2 separate regions of the Astyanax mexicanus genome follow, and region 2 is linked to region 1. The links are chromatin contacts, called in public Hi-C maps. All regions are on one chromosome and are shown on one strand. Each heading gives the region's core, a stretch centred on a gene start, on an enhancer-like site or on the middle of the called end of the contact. The rest is flanking DNA. Distances are from core to core; before and after follow the strand shown. Region 1 holds the start of ube2d4 (ubiquitin-conjugating enzyme E2D 4 (putative)). Region 2 holds the start of tgoln2 (trans-golgi network protein 2).

Region 1 (7,103 bases), core at 2,659-5,158:
GTATATTACATAATACTTGAAACTGCATTGAACATAATAATACATACTGCTCTAATACATACAACACAGTACCTCATTTTACAAACTAGAATATTGAGCACTACATAATAATACATATAATACAATAAAACTGCATTTAACCTTATATTGAATGCTTCACACTATAAAATAATCTTTTAAAATAAACTATAAAATAAACTGCTTATTATATAATACAGATTTTAAAATATTAATACATACCGTATACTCATTATTATTATTATTATTATTATTATTATTATTATTATTATTATTATTATTATTATTATTATTATTATTATTATTATTTAAAAGGGTTTATAAGAGCAGGGGAATCACTCCTCTCACTCTGAACAGCAGCTCTTCAGGGCTCTGCTGTGTTTTGCGCTGCGTCTCTGCTGCAGATTTTCTCATCAGAGAGCGACATCTAGTGGACAGGATGTGAATTCACACCTGAACTTTCTAAACAAAGGTTTTATGAGAAGCCATGTAATCTGAAGTTTATACATAAACATAAAACTGTATCTATAAACCAAAAAAACATGGTGTGTTACTACAGTAACCGCCACACATTCCAAAAGGCTGCACTAGATCCACACGTTTTAATCAATTTTAATTATGAATAACCGAATATTGTTGTGATTAATACAAACTATTTTTTAATCGTTTGACACCACTAATTGTATTATTAACTAGTTGACTGTTTTACTGCACTTAGCTGCAGCTGTTTATAATACAAAATAATAATGCTTTAAATGCAGCCAGCAGATCACATCTGCACTTTCCCTGTCTATGGATGCATACTCTCCTGCATTGCATTTGATGATGTGAGGCTTGAGTGGAGCTGCTTGGCCATGGAAACCTATTCCATGAAGGTCTCTACTGTTCTTGAGCTGATCTGAAGCTAAGGGAGACCGGGGATGGTTTTAACATGTGGAGAGTTGTAACACCACCCATTGCACCAATCAGCAAAAAGTTACAGTGGTCAAATGACTATTCTTATGTTTACCTATTTCTTCCCCGAGCCCACATGGTGTTTGTAAAGGCTGGACACTGGTACAAATTCTATTAAAAAAAACTGATTTTGAGATAAGAATGTACATTTTTGAACCAAGACTATATTTTGTTTAGTACTTATACTATTGCAGATACAATCATTTGAACTATATTCCATTAAATTGTATTTATATTTGTCAAAATTTTATGCATTTTCCCCCTGCTAATTTTATACTACTATGCTAATACAGCTAACTAAACAATGACTGATAGGGGTGGGGTCGGTTGTAACACATCATTAAAAAGTAAAGGTGTTATGAATGGTTTACAAATAGTTTTTTAATGGTTACTAATTAAGTTGTAAATGCCTTAAAAATCATTAATAATCAGTTATAACACATAATTAGAAAGGGCAACAATATAGATGGCTGTGGGTTCACTATTTGACAAACAACAGGTCATTGTTGCACTTTCTACATATTTGTTATACTTGATTATTAATGATTTTAAGGCATTTACAACCTAATTAGTAACCATTAATAAACTAATTGTACACCATTTATAAACCCTTTATACAGGTAGTCTTATTTTAAAGTGATACCAAAAGTGTTACAACCATCTTCTTATATACAACTAAGAAAACTTTTGAAATGACTGGGCTCCGGCCGAGGGCTTCATCGGCCGCCAGGGGGAGGTCTCGAGCCCCTAATCAGACCTGATCTGATCTGACCTCCTGGGTTTGCCCCCATATAAACCCTGAGATTCAAGTCCTCAGCGCTGGATCCTTGAAGCTCATGGGAGCGAATTTACGTCGGATTTTCCACTGAGCTCCGGCTCTCTTTTCCTCCCTGCTCAGTCCACGGCAAGTGCCGTTTGCCTGCCTGTGCTTTGGAGTGACTTGGACGGCATAGCCGGCTTTCTGCTTCCCTCTCGAGTTTCCCCTCTCTCTCTCTCTCTCTCTCTCTGTAGTCTGTGGGAGCCAGAGCTCAGCGTCGCTCTGCTCCCCCTCACTCGCGCTTACTCTCTCTATCCAGTGAATGAGTGAGTGTGTGTGAGCAGCGTGAGGTTCACGGCTGCTCTCCTTTGTTTACCTTTTTGTTTGTCGACCTCGGTTGCTCGTTTTCCCCCAACGGAACCACAGCCCAGTCCACAACCACCTTATACAGTCCTCGTTCAGCCGTTTTTGTTTTCTATCTCTTCCCTGGTTTATGAGACGTAGGTCTCTGCAGCTCGGAGTACTGGTCGTGTCGAAAGGTGTGGGCGCGTCGAAAGGTAGTTGTCAGCGTGGCCGCCATTTTGGAGTCGGCAATCCTGCGCCCCCAGTAGATTAATTTACACTGAGGAAGGAGTTTAATAAAACTATATTAATCGTAACTACTCCGGTCTGCAGAGACCTATACTTGGTTTATAAGCGGCGGCCAAGCTTCTCTGGCCAGTTTTGTTAACTTTGCCTCTGCTCATGCTCAGTGCAAGTTCGTTTCCACCCTTTCTCCGGTCTCCACCCGTTTTCGGGTCTTTGTTATCCGCCCATTTTCTGTTGCCCGTTTTCAGATTTTTGTTTTCCGCCCGTTTTCGTGTTTTTGTTTTACATCTGTATTGAGGGGTTCCCGTCGAGTTTTTACCTGCTTTGTATTCTGTTGCTCTGCACTTGGGATCTACAACCTTCTGGGCTGGAGAGCTACTGCTCCCCACCCATTACCACATTTTTATTTTTATAACCTTGCCGAATGTCTATGCAGTGTAAACGAAAGACTGACAGAGATGTGTCTGCAAATGTTTAAAAAAAAGCAGATAAGGTGATAAGGTCAAGAAGAAGGGCAAGTCAGTCAGATCAGTTGCGAAGCCTCATGGGATATGCCATACACGCAGCAAATACTGCAAATCACTGCAAGTGTAGGTTACAGAAACGGCAACAAAGTTTTCTCTGAGGTGCAGGAGGAAGTGCTGGTTGACTATTTGACTCAGCAGACCTGTATTATAGACTCACTCTACGTGAGGTAGGCATATGACAGGTTAGTCACTGGAGAGCAGAGAAGAATTTAAAACTAATGTGGATGTCAGACAAATTGAAAAACTTTGTCTATGTACCCAGGTTTTCTATTCCACTTTATTTTAGATCAGAAAGTTTGCATATAAACTGGCAGAAGTATATACCTTTAAACACCCACAAACATGGGATGAGAAGCAGATGGCAGGGCCTGACTGGTTAACATTCTTTATGAATAGTATATTTGCATACACCTCAAATGTACTGAGTAACACAAAAGTAACACAATAGTTACTTTTATAGTGGAGTAACTCAGTTAGTAACTATTAACTATAACGAATTACTTTTTCAAAGTAACGTGCCCAACACTGACGGTATCCTAACTGAATTAGGTTGAATTATTGATTTTTTTATTTATTATGATATTAAAAATTACAAGAATTCTATCAGATTTGTAACAAAAGTCAATGATCCAGAATGTCATTATACTAATAATGCACTCCAAATGTCTAAATCTCAATTTATCCAGGATTAAAGTAAAATAAATGATACTGGACAGATATAATCTGTCTCTAGTAAACATATAAGGGAAATGGTAACAGTGTAAATTTTTCTTTTGCTGAAAACAGTAAAAAAAATAGTAATGTTACCCTGATGTGATAATTAAGGGAGGGTGATATGGCATGATATTTTAGAGTATAATATCGTTCACGATATTAAAAAATGTTGGCAATATTTCTGTACGATATGACATGACACACCCATAATTTTGAATTAAAATCCCTGACTAGCATACCATCTATTATTAGTGCTACACGGATGTAGAAAACTACATTTCCCAGCAATCCGCCTCAAATCTCGCGCTCAAGCTCTCGCAGGCCTTGTTGGTCTCCTGGCATCGCGAGAGTATCCTGTCGCTCTCCAGTACCCCACGAAAAAGCTGTCAGTGAGAGCAGAGCAGGGGGAGAATTACAGAAATCAGCCCGCGGTCGTGTAAACGAGTGTGTAAATGTTTAAAGGCTCGGCTGTGCTGCGGTGTCGATTCGCGGGCTGGAAGTGAAACGAGGGGAAAGAGCCGCAGCGTCTCCCATTCAAACCGCCCAGCCGGGCCGAGCGGACTGACTGACTGACTGACACACAGCACAGGGAGACGCACCGGGCTGCTGCTGCTGCTGAAACACAGCGAGCTAATGGCGTTGAAAAGGATCCAGAAGGTGAGTTAGGAGGCTGGTTATCAGCCGGGGGGAGAATGGCAGAGCCGTGGTCGGGCTTCTTCACGCCCACGGTCGAGTTTTCAGGCTGGTTTAAGGTCTCGGTTGGTGCTGCTAAGAGTGGAGGAGATGGAGGAGGTGGTGTGAAAAGCAGCCTCATCTAAAGACAAAGACGAATGGTGGATGAAGGCTCGCCATCCTTCGACCTGATTTGTTGTTATTTTTTATTTTGGGGCATTTGTAATGTTTATTTTAATCCGCACAGATTGATGGTCTAAATCTGTATATTGTTGCTACTCGCTATTAGCTGTATCTGTGTTGTTATGATAAGGTTTGTGCTGTAATCTGTGCTCACATAACGCAACACAGGCAATACATACCACAATACATGGTGGTGGAGGAGGGAGAGAGAGGGGGGGGGGCTGTCTTTATTCTGCCTTTGACTCAGCTAGCTAGATTGTTGTTTGTGTGTGTGTGTGTGTGTGTGTGTGGGGACAGTGCACTTCAACTTATGCGAGTGTAAAAATGCAGTCAGTGTGTGTGTCTGTATACAGCGCTGGGAAAAAAAGAGACCACTTAAAAACGATGAGTTTCTTTGAGTTTACCAAATTGAAAACCTCTGGAATATAATCAAGAGGAAGATGGATGATTCCAAGCCATCAAACCAAGCTGAACTGCTTGAATTTCTGCACCAGGAGTGGCATGAAGTTATTCAAAAGCAGTGTGTAAGACTAGTGGAGGAGAACATGCCAAGATGCATGAAAACCAGGGTTATTTCACCAAATATTGTTTTTTGAATTCTTAAAACTTTATGAATATGAACTTGTTTTCTTTGCATTATTTGAGGTCTGAAAGCTCTGCATAATTTTTTTGTTATTTCAGCCATTTCTCATTTTCTGCAAATAAATGCTCTAAATTACAATATTTTTATTTGGAATTTGGGAGAAATGTTGTTTATAGAGTAAAACAACAATGTGCATTGTACTCAAACATATACCTAAATCAGAGAAACTGATTCAGAAATTGAAATGGTCTCTCAATTTTTTCCAGAGTTGTGTGTATATATGTATATAAATAAATAAATATATATATATATATATATATATATATATATATATATATATATATATATATATATATATATATATATATATATTGTGTGTGTGTGTGTTTGCTGGAAAGGGAATGCAGCTACAGCAGCAGTAGCAGCAGCTGCTCCAAGCTGCCAAACACTGAATGTCAGTGTATCCATATATGGCTTGGCAAATAGGGCACTGGGACAGTGGAGGGTATTTTTAACAGATTTACCACGCTGCCTCATAGACACCATCCTTCAATGCAGAATTACATCCAGTGTTAAAGAAGTGCTTCACTGGAAAATGCAGTTTGCACACATTGCTCTCAAACACAAATACAGTAAACCTGTGGTGGGCCTAGGCTTCACTCCCTGTAGTTCTGAACAGCACTTAAGGAGGAGTTATGTGAATGTGAAGAGAAATGGAATGGAAGTCTATGGGTTTAAGTATATAATAAAATATATACTTATTGTATATAATATATACTTATACTTATGTATATACTACATTGGGTGATGTAGTAAAAATATTATATTATGATATTTATAGACAATTTAACAATATACAATATTTATTACAATGTTTTGACATGAAGACAAAATGCAGATTGGCCGATTCCTTAAAACTTGTATTCAAATACTCTGTCATGCATTCTACAGTAAATTTTGTTATGTTTTTGCTGCACATTATCCAGTGAAACAGGATTTTTACAGTTGGGCCAGTTTACTTTTTTAAGCCCTGATAAAATTATATATCGTGCTGTTTTAAGCATAAAAAAATAAGAACATTTATCACTATGATAAAATAGTGTCTATTGCAAACCATTGATTGTACATAATCAATAGAGCTTTGCAACACCGGATCTTGACCTTTCCAATATGGTGGATGTGTAGACACTGTGTATACAAAATTTGTTCTATTTTTCCAGAGTATAATTTTCAAAGTCATTTGCTGGATGGGTTGTATCCGTGCCAAATAAAATACTTTTAATAATTACATTTTTAATCATTAGGTAAAAATATGATAATGAATTAATAATGTAATACATACATCTTGTTCTGTCATGTTTAATTTAACACAGGGCGTCCAGTGGTGAAGCAGTCTAAAGTGAAACCACTCTGATCGGGAGATCGCTGGTTCAAATCCTAGTTATGCAGCTCGCCATCAGCTGGCGGAGCTCTGAAAGAGCACAATTGGCCTTGCTCTCTCTGGGTGGGTAGATGGCACTCTCTCCCCACATCACTCCAAAGGGTGATGTCAGTCAGCACAAGGCACAAATCTGTGAGCTGATGTATAGGAACCAAGTCGCTGCGCTTACCTCCGAGAGAGCTGGCTACTCAGAAATGTATGAAAAGGGGTGGTGGTGGACTTTACATGTATTGGAGGAGACATGTGCAAGTCTTTTCCTCTCCTTGTCTTGGGGCATCACTTGGAATGGGGGACATACAGCAGAATAGCAGCTGAATGGATGGGACAGTTGGCCTAGCTCATTTGAGAGAAAAATGGGGGGGAATAAATGTTAAATATAACGGTTTACAAATTTGTACATCATGAACAGGAGTTATTTGATGTTGAATGAGTAATACACTGTCCAAATTGATGTTTTAATTCAGTAAACACAATAATCCTACCAGTATAGGAAATTCCACCACTAAGGAACACCCACACCTGTATAAACTGTGAGGTGTTATCTTGTGAGTGAGGCTGAACACAAGGTGACCGTGCAAGCCACATCCAAACACATTCAGATCCATATTCAATGGTGAAATCTACATAAAAATATACATACACAGGTCAGTGTAGCATTCTTTCACT
Region 2 (7,103 bases), core at 2,539-5,038, 170 kb before region 1:
AAGCCAGGGCACAAACAGCTACTGGTTTTCATGTAGCTTGTTTTAAAACGGTAAACTTGCAGGCTACAGGCCGATTATACTTGACTCTGAACGGCAGAAAAGTTAGTGCTTAGCGTGCTTAGCAGCTAATGCTGCTCCAGCAGTGCTGCAGGCTGATAATATGGTAATACTGTAATGAATGGAGAGATAAAGAGGGCCTCTGCCCACCAGATAAACAAGAGTGAGGCCATTTATGCTCTTTTTGACTTCCAGCCATGGCTGTGGCATCACCACAGATCAAACCTGGCACCAATTGGGAGTCCAAATCTTCATAGTTCATTACACTATAAGGTTAAGAAAAATGAATGACTGCCACATTTTGTACTTACATGCTGCTCAAGTTTCTGATAGTCTCCCGATTTTGGTCTCCGTGTGCCCCTTGATCTCTTGCCCTCAAGCACATAAGCAATGATCTGCAAAAGAGTAAAAGCAGAGAAAGAGATGGACTCCATGTTAATATGTGGAAGAAAACCCCCTAAAACAGCCACAAAATATGGCCAGAAGTACTGTAGATGTGTCCAGCTCCAGTCTGAAAAGGCCTTAGTTCAGCACAAATGGATACACAGCTACCCAATATGCATTTACTAACTGCTAATGTCATACAGGATTTCACAGTACAGTGGAGTCTAATATTATATATATTCCTATACTGGAATGTAAACCAATACAATGAGCATGAAATTAAAAATATGATGACCATAAAGTGGTGTTCCCATTGCAAACAGTTTCAGCTGGTCAGTTAGTTATCAGGATCACAGTTTCACTAGTAAAACTCAAACTCCAGTGCTGGACTCTGACCCTCTGGAACTAGATCTAGTCACCCTTTGGCTGAACCTTTGTCAGAAAGACACCCACCTTGCGCTTGTTATGGTATCCGATGTAGAGTACGGCCACCAGAACAGCAGTGAAGACCAGATAGGCAAAGAAATGGCTGCTCTCATCCTGCTCTCCTCGAGGGTTAAACACCCCAGACTGACCTTTGTTCCTATTGATTGGACTCTCCTCTCTTGCTTTATCTGTTTCACCGTAAACTTCATTATCTTCTTCATCCCCGTCACCATCCTCATCATTACCATCCTCTCCAACATCTTTTGGAGCACCACCCTCAATCTGATCTGGAGTTTCTTTGGGTTCAGAAGATTTTACAGTTTCAACTATCTCCTGGCCATCTATGCTACCGTGGTGAGTGCTTTGGTCCTTTCCTTGCCCACTTTTAAGAAGATCATCCTTCCCTTGACTGCCTGTACCTGATTCGTCCTTTCCTTGTATACTTTTGCCCGTTTTATCTTTCCCTTGCACGCCTTTGCCTGATTCATCTTCTACTTTTGTGTCTTTGTCCGATTTGTCTTTTTCTTGTGCGTCTTTGATTGATTGGTCATTGCCTTCCTCTTTGTTGCCCAAGTCGTCCTTTCCTTGCTTGTCTTTGTCCAAATCGTCCTTCCCTTGCTTGTCTTTGTCCAAATCGTCCTTCCCTTGCTTGTCTTTGTCCAAATTGTCTTTCCCTTGCTTGTCTTTGTCCAAATCGTCCTTCCCTTGCTTGTCTTTGTCCAAATCGTCCTTCCCTTGCTTGTCTTTGTTCTCATCATCTTTCCCTTGCTTGTCTTTGTTCTCATCATCTTTCCCTTGCTTGTCTTTGTTCGCATCATCTTTCCCTTGCTTGTCTTTGTCCAAATCGTCCTTCCCTTGCTTGTCTTTGTCCAAATTGTCTTTCCCTTGCTTGTCTTTAACCGAATCTTCTTTCCCTTGCATGTCTTGGTCCGAACCGTCTTTCCCTTGCTTGTCTTTGTCCAAATCGTCCTTCCCTCGCATGTCTTTTTCTGAATCGCCCTTCCCTTGCACGCCTGTTCCCGATTCCACCTTTAATTGCACATCTTTGCCCGATTTGTCCTGACTTTGTACGACTTTTGTGCTTTTGTCCAATTCTTCCTCGTTTTGCACGTCTTGGCCTGATTTTTCCTTCCCTTGGTTGGCTTCACTTTTCCCTTGCACGTTTGTGTTTGGGTCATTCCCCAGTTTAGCTTCTTCGGGCTCTCCAGATGTTTTCGGAATTACACTAATACTTTCTTCTTTGACATCCTTCTTCTTTGGGTCAGTCTCAGATGCTGCAATTGGATTATCTTGATTAGGGTCCCCTTTTTTTCCAACTGCATTAACATTTTGTGATTCTGGAGTCAGCTTATTCTTATCAGCTTGATTTTTACTGTCCTCCGGGTCGCTGATGGTCTGCCCCTTTACATCCACATCTGAGATGTTTTCTGGGTTTGCTTCAGAAATGGGTAAAGGGGAACCTGGGAAAAAAACATAGCAAGGTTTAAGAGTTTGGGGTCAGCAGCAACAATTATTGAAAGAAGAAAATTAAAGTGTTAAATCCTTCCTTTATAATGTACATCCAGATCTATGCTTTAGGTATAGAGTCAGGATACTATATATATATATATATATATATATATATATATATATATATATATATATATATATATATATATATATATGTGTATATATAACTTCTGAGTTTAAGTACAAACAATCACACCAAATTTCCGATACTCTTGCTGTAAGATAAAACTATATTTTATATTACAGGTAAAGTTACTGGCACAAAAAAAATATCTGTAGGATACAAAACACTTTTTCTATTTCAGGAACTGGTACAGAAAGCCACATCAAACAAAGTGAAATGTCCATAATGACAGATTATAAGGAAATACTTCACCAAATTGTAACAGTTTTTATATATTGGCTTATAATCATATAAGCCATATAATCATATAAGCCAGTTTATAAAACAGCACTTATTAAAAAATGTTGTTTAACTGATGTTTAAGTTTTTGGAGGTTCAATTACAATGAAGTATAACAGATTTTTTGCTTAGCAATTCATTCCATGTTTTAAGTAGAATTAAAAAGTACTTCTATACAAACCCCAAATCTATAGTTAAGCTAAGTCAAAGCTAATCATGTCTGCAGTGTAATGTATTCAAATGGTAAAATACTGATTCAGATTACCTTCAAAGCAACAGCTCAAGCTTTGAAGCTGAGACCACAAAATAATGTAATATTGACACACCTTTAGCAATGTGTATATAATAAATCTAATGGTATTCAGGAAGTGAAAGTAAATGTGGGCCTGTTCTGAAAGCATTAGATCCTTCCTATTATTTTCATGTAACACCGAACACCTTTGGTACTCTTCTAAACTAAACAATGACAACAGAAAGATAGGAGCCGATATGAACAGATATGAACCGATATGAAACGATATGAACCAATATGAACAGGAACGATATGAACCGATATGAACAGGTATAAACAGATTAACACATAAGAACTGATACTAACACATAAGAACTGATATTAACACATAAGAACCGATAATTACTGTATGTATATGTGTGTTCGTATGTATGTGTAACGTTACTGTGTGTGTGTGTATGTATGTAGGTGTGTGTGTATGTGTATGTATCTGTGTACGTGTATTTTGTGTATGTATGTGTGTGTACGTATGTATGTGTAACGTTACTGTGTGTGTATGTATGTGTGTGTGTGGTGTGTTAGCGGGCAGGCTCTCGGGTTAGACTCACCCTGAGCTGTGTAGAGGCAGGTTAGTATCAGGATCAGCGCTGTTATCCTCATGGTGAGTTTCTACCTGAGACTGAAACACTTTCTCTACAGTAACGGAGAATAAACGAGAGAAATATCCGCTTCTGTCAGCGACGCAACGTCACACTCCGCCGTGTGTTTTATGTAAATGAGGAGGCGGGGCCTGGTGACATTTCGCTTTCTCGTTGGACGCTGTGCGACACGACTTTTATTCTATAAAAGCACATATTTACAAACGATTATAAACTTGTGAACAATTTTATACAAATATTAGTATCCTAAACCAGAAAATACAAATATTAAGAATATTTAATCATATTTCAATTATTTTGTATAAAAAAAAATAAAAAAAACATTTTTAGGAAACTTATTTTGGAAAAAATGGTTCACATGTTGTCGCTTTAAAGGAGGGCCGGTGTTCTCCGTGCTACCCTAGTAGTATATTTAACTTTAGATGCAAAAGAAGGACCACATTAGAGCATGTTCAGCGGAAGTCTATGTAAACCTTTGAAGAGCATAAATCCCTGTATCATTGTACAGTTTGTATAGTTGTGGCAGTGAGAGGTCATTACAAATTACTTTTGTATTTTTTAAAATAATAATAATAATAATAATAATAATAATAATAATAATAATAATAATAATAATAATAATAATAATAATAGTAATAATAAGCGAGTCCATGTTGATTAATGCACACAATACATAAAAAAGATTTATTATAAAAAAACACAAGAAACAACTGTAAGTCAGCGCATGCGGAGTGCCGTTAGGAAGCACGTATCGATGGGTAGCATAACTCGACGGAACATCCGGAAAAAATCAGGATATTTATTATGTATTGCTTTGTATAAATCAGCAATTTTAGAAGCGAAGAAAAACAAAGTGAAGCGATTAAATTTCAAGTAATTTAGTAACATTTATATTTATCCATTCTTCATTAATTTTACACATAGCTTTAAATAACATTTTATTCATAAATAGATTAGATTAGATTAGATTTAATGTATTAAAATGTATTTAAGTTGTATATGAATTAGAATTATACATTTCGTATACATTTTACAAAGTATGTACATTTTTTTTATATATATCACATGTGAATCACTGTCACACATATTCGTTAGTGTGTAAACTTCGGTAATATTTTGTACGTAGTTAATTACATTAAATCCTCATTAAATCAGAATTATTTAATATACAAAACATATGGGGAAAAGCGTTATGATACAAAAGGCTACCATTTAACATTTGTACTTGTTAAAAATGGTATGCATGTAGTATTGTCAAAGAAGAGCTTTTTCGCTAAATATATCTCGGAACCACATAATTAAATTCTACTTTTGGGTCCAGAAGTGAGAAGAAAGCTGGCAGCTCCTCACACTGAAGTGTAGTGTTCATCCAGGAGGGGGAGACAGAGGCCAGTGTAAATGTGAACGCTCCTCTGCTGTGGTGCTGTGTGCTTCAGTAGTGCTGAAGGCAGTTTTCAGACCTATCATTGCCCTTACTGTTACTTTTTATTTAGGACAACTTAACCAAATATCTGACTGCCTCAAGGCCTGCAACTGTAACCATCCTCTAAAATAACATCCTTCAACAGAAGTCAAAATTACACACATGAACTTCATCAAGCCCTTCTGAGAGACAGCGCAAAATGTAGGCCCCGCCACACGAAAATAGAACCCTTTATTATGTGTTTAGTTCAGTCTAAGTATACACACCCACACTCACACACAAACACACACAAATAACTTTGTATTTGTGATTTTTGGGGAATTGCCTGCCCAATCCTTGGTTCATTTTGTGATCAAAGTGTGGAAGGATTTTATACAAAAGTATAAAAGTATGAGTGACATAAAATGTAACACATTTGACGTGTCCTTCACAACACTATATGTGCACATTTCACATAAAGCCTGCCTACAGTAGGCTTTATGTCTGTCCTAGACTAATATAAATACACTTTACCTTGAAAAATTATGATTTTTTAATACCATTAGTTTTTTTTTTTTGCATTAATATGGGAAGCTATGTAATGTCTCATATTTGAGACACCCTGAAGTGTCTCTTCATGAACCATCAAGGTTCAACGTCTGACACACACTCACATCTAAAGACAAGTCAAAAGCTAAGATTTTACAAAGACTGGGGATCACAAACTGCAAGACTGCAACTAGATTCTTTCTGAGATTATTTCCCATCATGCTTCTGGTGGAATTTACATACAATACATATTACATATTAAGTTACAAATAATATGTATATCAACACTGTATTTTATCAGAGACTCTCAACTTTTGTCCCCATCAACAGTTTATTTTTCTGCCTCACTGTTAGTTCTTAATATGTTTTAATAGAATATATTTTGTGTTCAACTCTGCCTATAAGACCATTTTCCCCCCGTTTTTTGCTGCAACCTTGTATAGTAAAGAATTACAGTTTCACTGCTATACATAACAGTGCACAATAAAACAAACTAGTGCAAAATAAAATAATTTAAATATAATGACTTTAAAGTGCTTCCTGCGTTTAAAATACTGTACATATTAAAGTAAGAACCATATAAGGCATATTAACTGCAAAATGTGTGTCCTTTTTTAAATTGTTTGTAAACAGTCATGTAATATATTCTTGCCTTACGGCTTCCCGTAGCTCTTCTGTTGGCTGTTGACATTGTTCAGGTCACTATTTGCGTGAGTCGAGTCTCAAGTCTTACAATAATATTAAGGACAGTTGATTTTATCTGAACGCCAGGACAAGAAAAAGACAGAGTTAAACCTTCAGTCCAAACCACCTCACACTGAACGATCGAGATGATGCGACCGCAACTCCACTCTATGAAATACTCTCATCATTTTATCCCGACACTGGACATTTTCTACGACAGTGAAATTGCTTGGGCGTGGGGTCTACATGAGTTAAATTGGCACTATACCAAGGTGCACTTTCTTTTTTGCACCAAACAGCAAATTCCCCCTTTTTCTCTTATTTTTAGACATACAAATGGTCCATTTTAAAATTACGATTACATTTTAAGTATGGAAAGATTTGACTTATCATTCAACTCTGTTATAAACCATTAAAACCATTAGTTAACAGGCTTAACAGAATCCAAGTGACATTTTGCACAATTGTGTGCCATAGCTTGATGATACACACATGTATACTTTAATTCAGGTTCCATACTACCCGTCTAAAAACTGAATTTTATGTTTTTTTTCTATACATTATTGTTTATAAAAATTTAATGGGAGATTCACTCTATATAAAAAAGACTAATAATTTCTTTTTCCATTAGTACTGTTTGCAGATTGTATGCAGTTTTATATTAAATGTAACTGAATTGAAAATAAAATCAGGACAGAAATAAAACATATTTTTTAAAGACTGAAATAAATGATTTAATATAAAATCGATTACAGCAGGTTACATTTAAGAACTGTTAATAGAGTAAACACAAAAATG

Evidence for each region. A called contact is a pair of places that touch in the nucleus more often than the background predicts.
Region 2: a contact with region 1 is called in a Hi-C map of muscle, with 11 times the contacts expected there. The contact joins the promoter of tgoln2 here to the promoter of ube2d4 in region 1. A contact is called at or near these places in 2 of 3 Hi-C or Micro-C datasets (both in muscle).

The regions. Positions count from the first base shown.
Region 1 is chr12:27,576,970-27,584,072 of AstMex3_surface, reverse strand. It overlaps ube2d4 (ubiquitin-conjugating enzyme E2D 4 (putative)), which reads left to right and starts at 3,908. Exons shown (of 7, transcript XM_022670532.2): 1 at 3,908-4,215. The coding sequence starts at 4,192.
Region 2 is chr12:27,743,046-27,750,148 of AstMex3_surface, reverse strand. tgoln2 (trans-golgi network protein 2) reads right to left here and starts at 3,788. Exons shown (of 4, transcript XM_022670531.2): 1 at 3,620-3,788; 2 at 895-2,327; 3 at 369-452. The coding sequence starts at 3,671.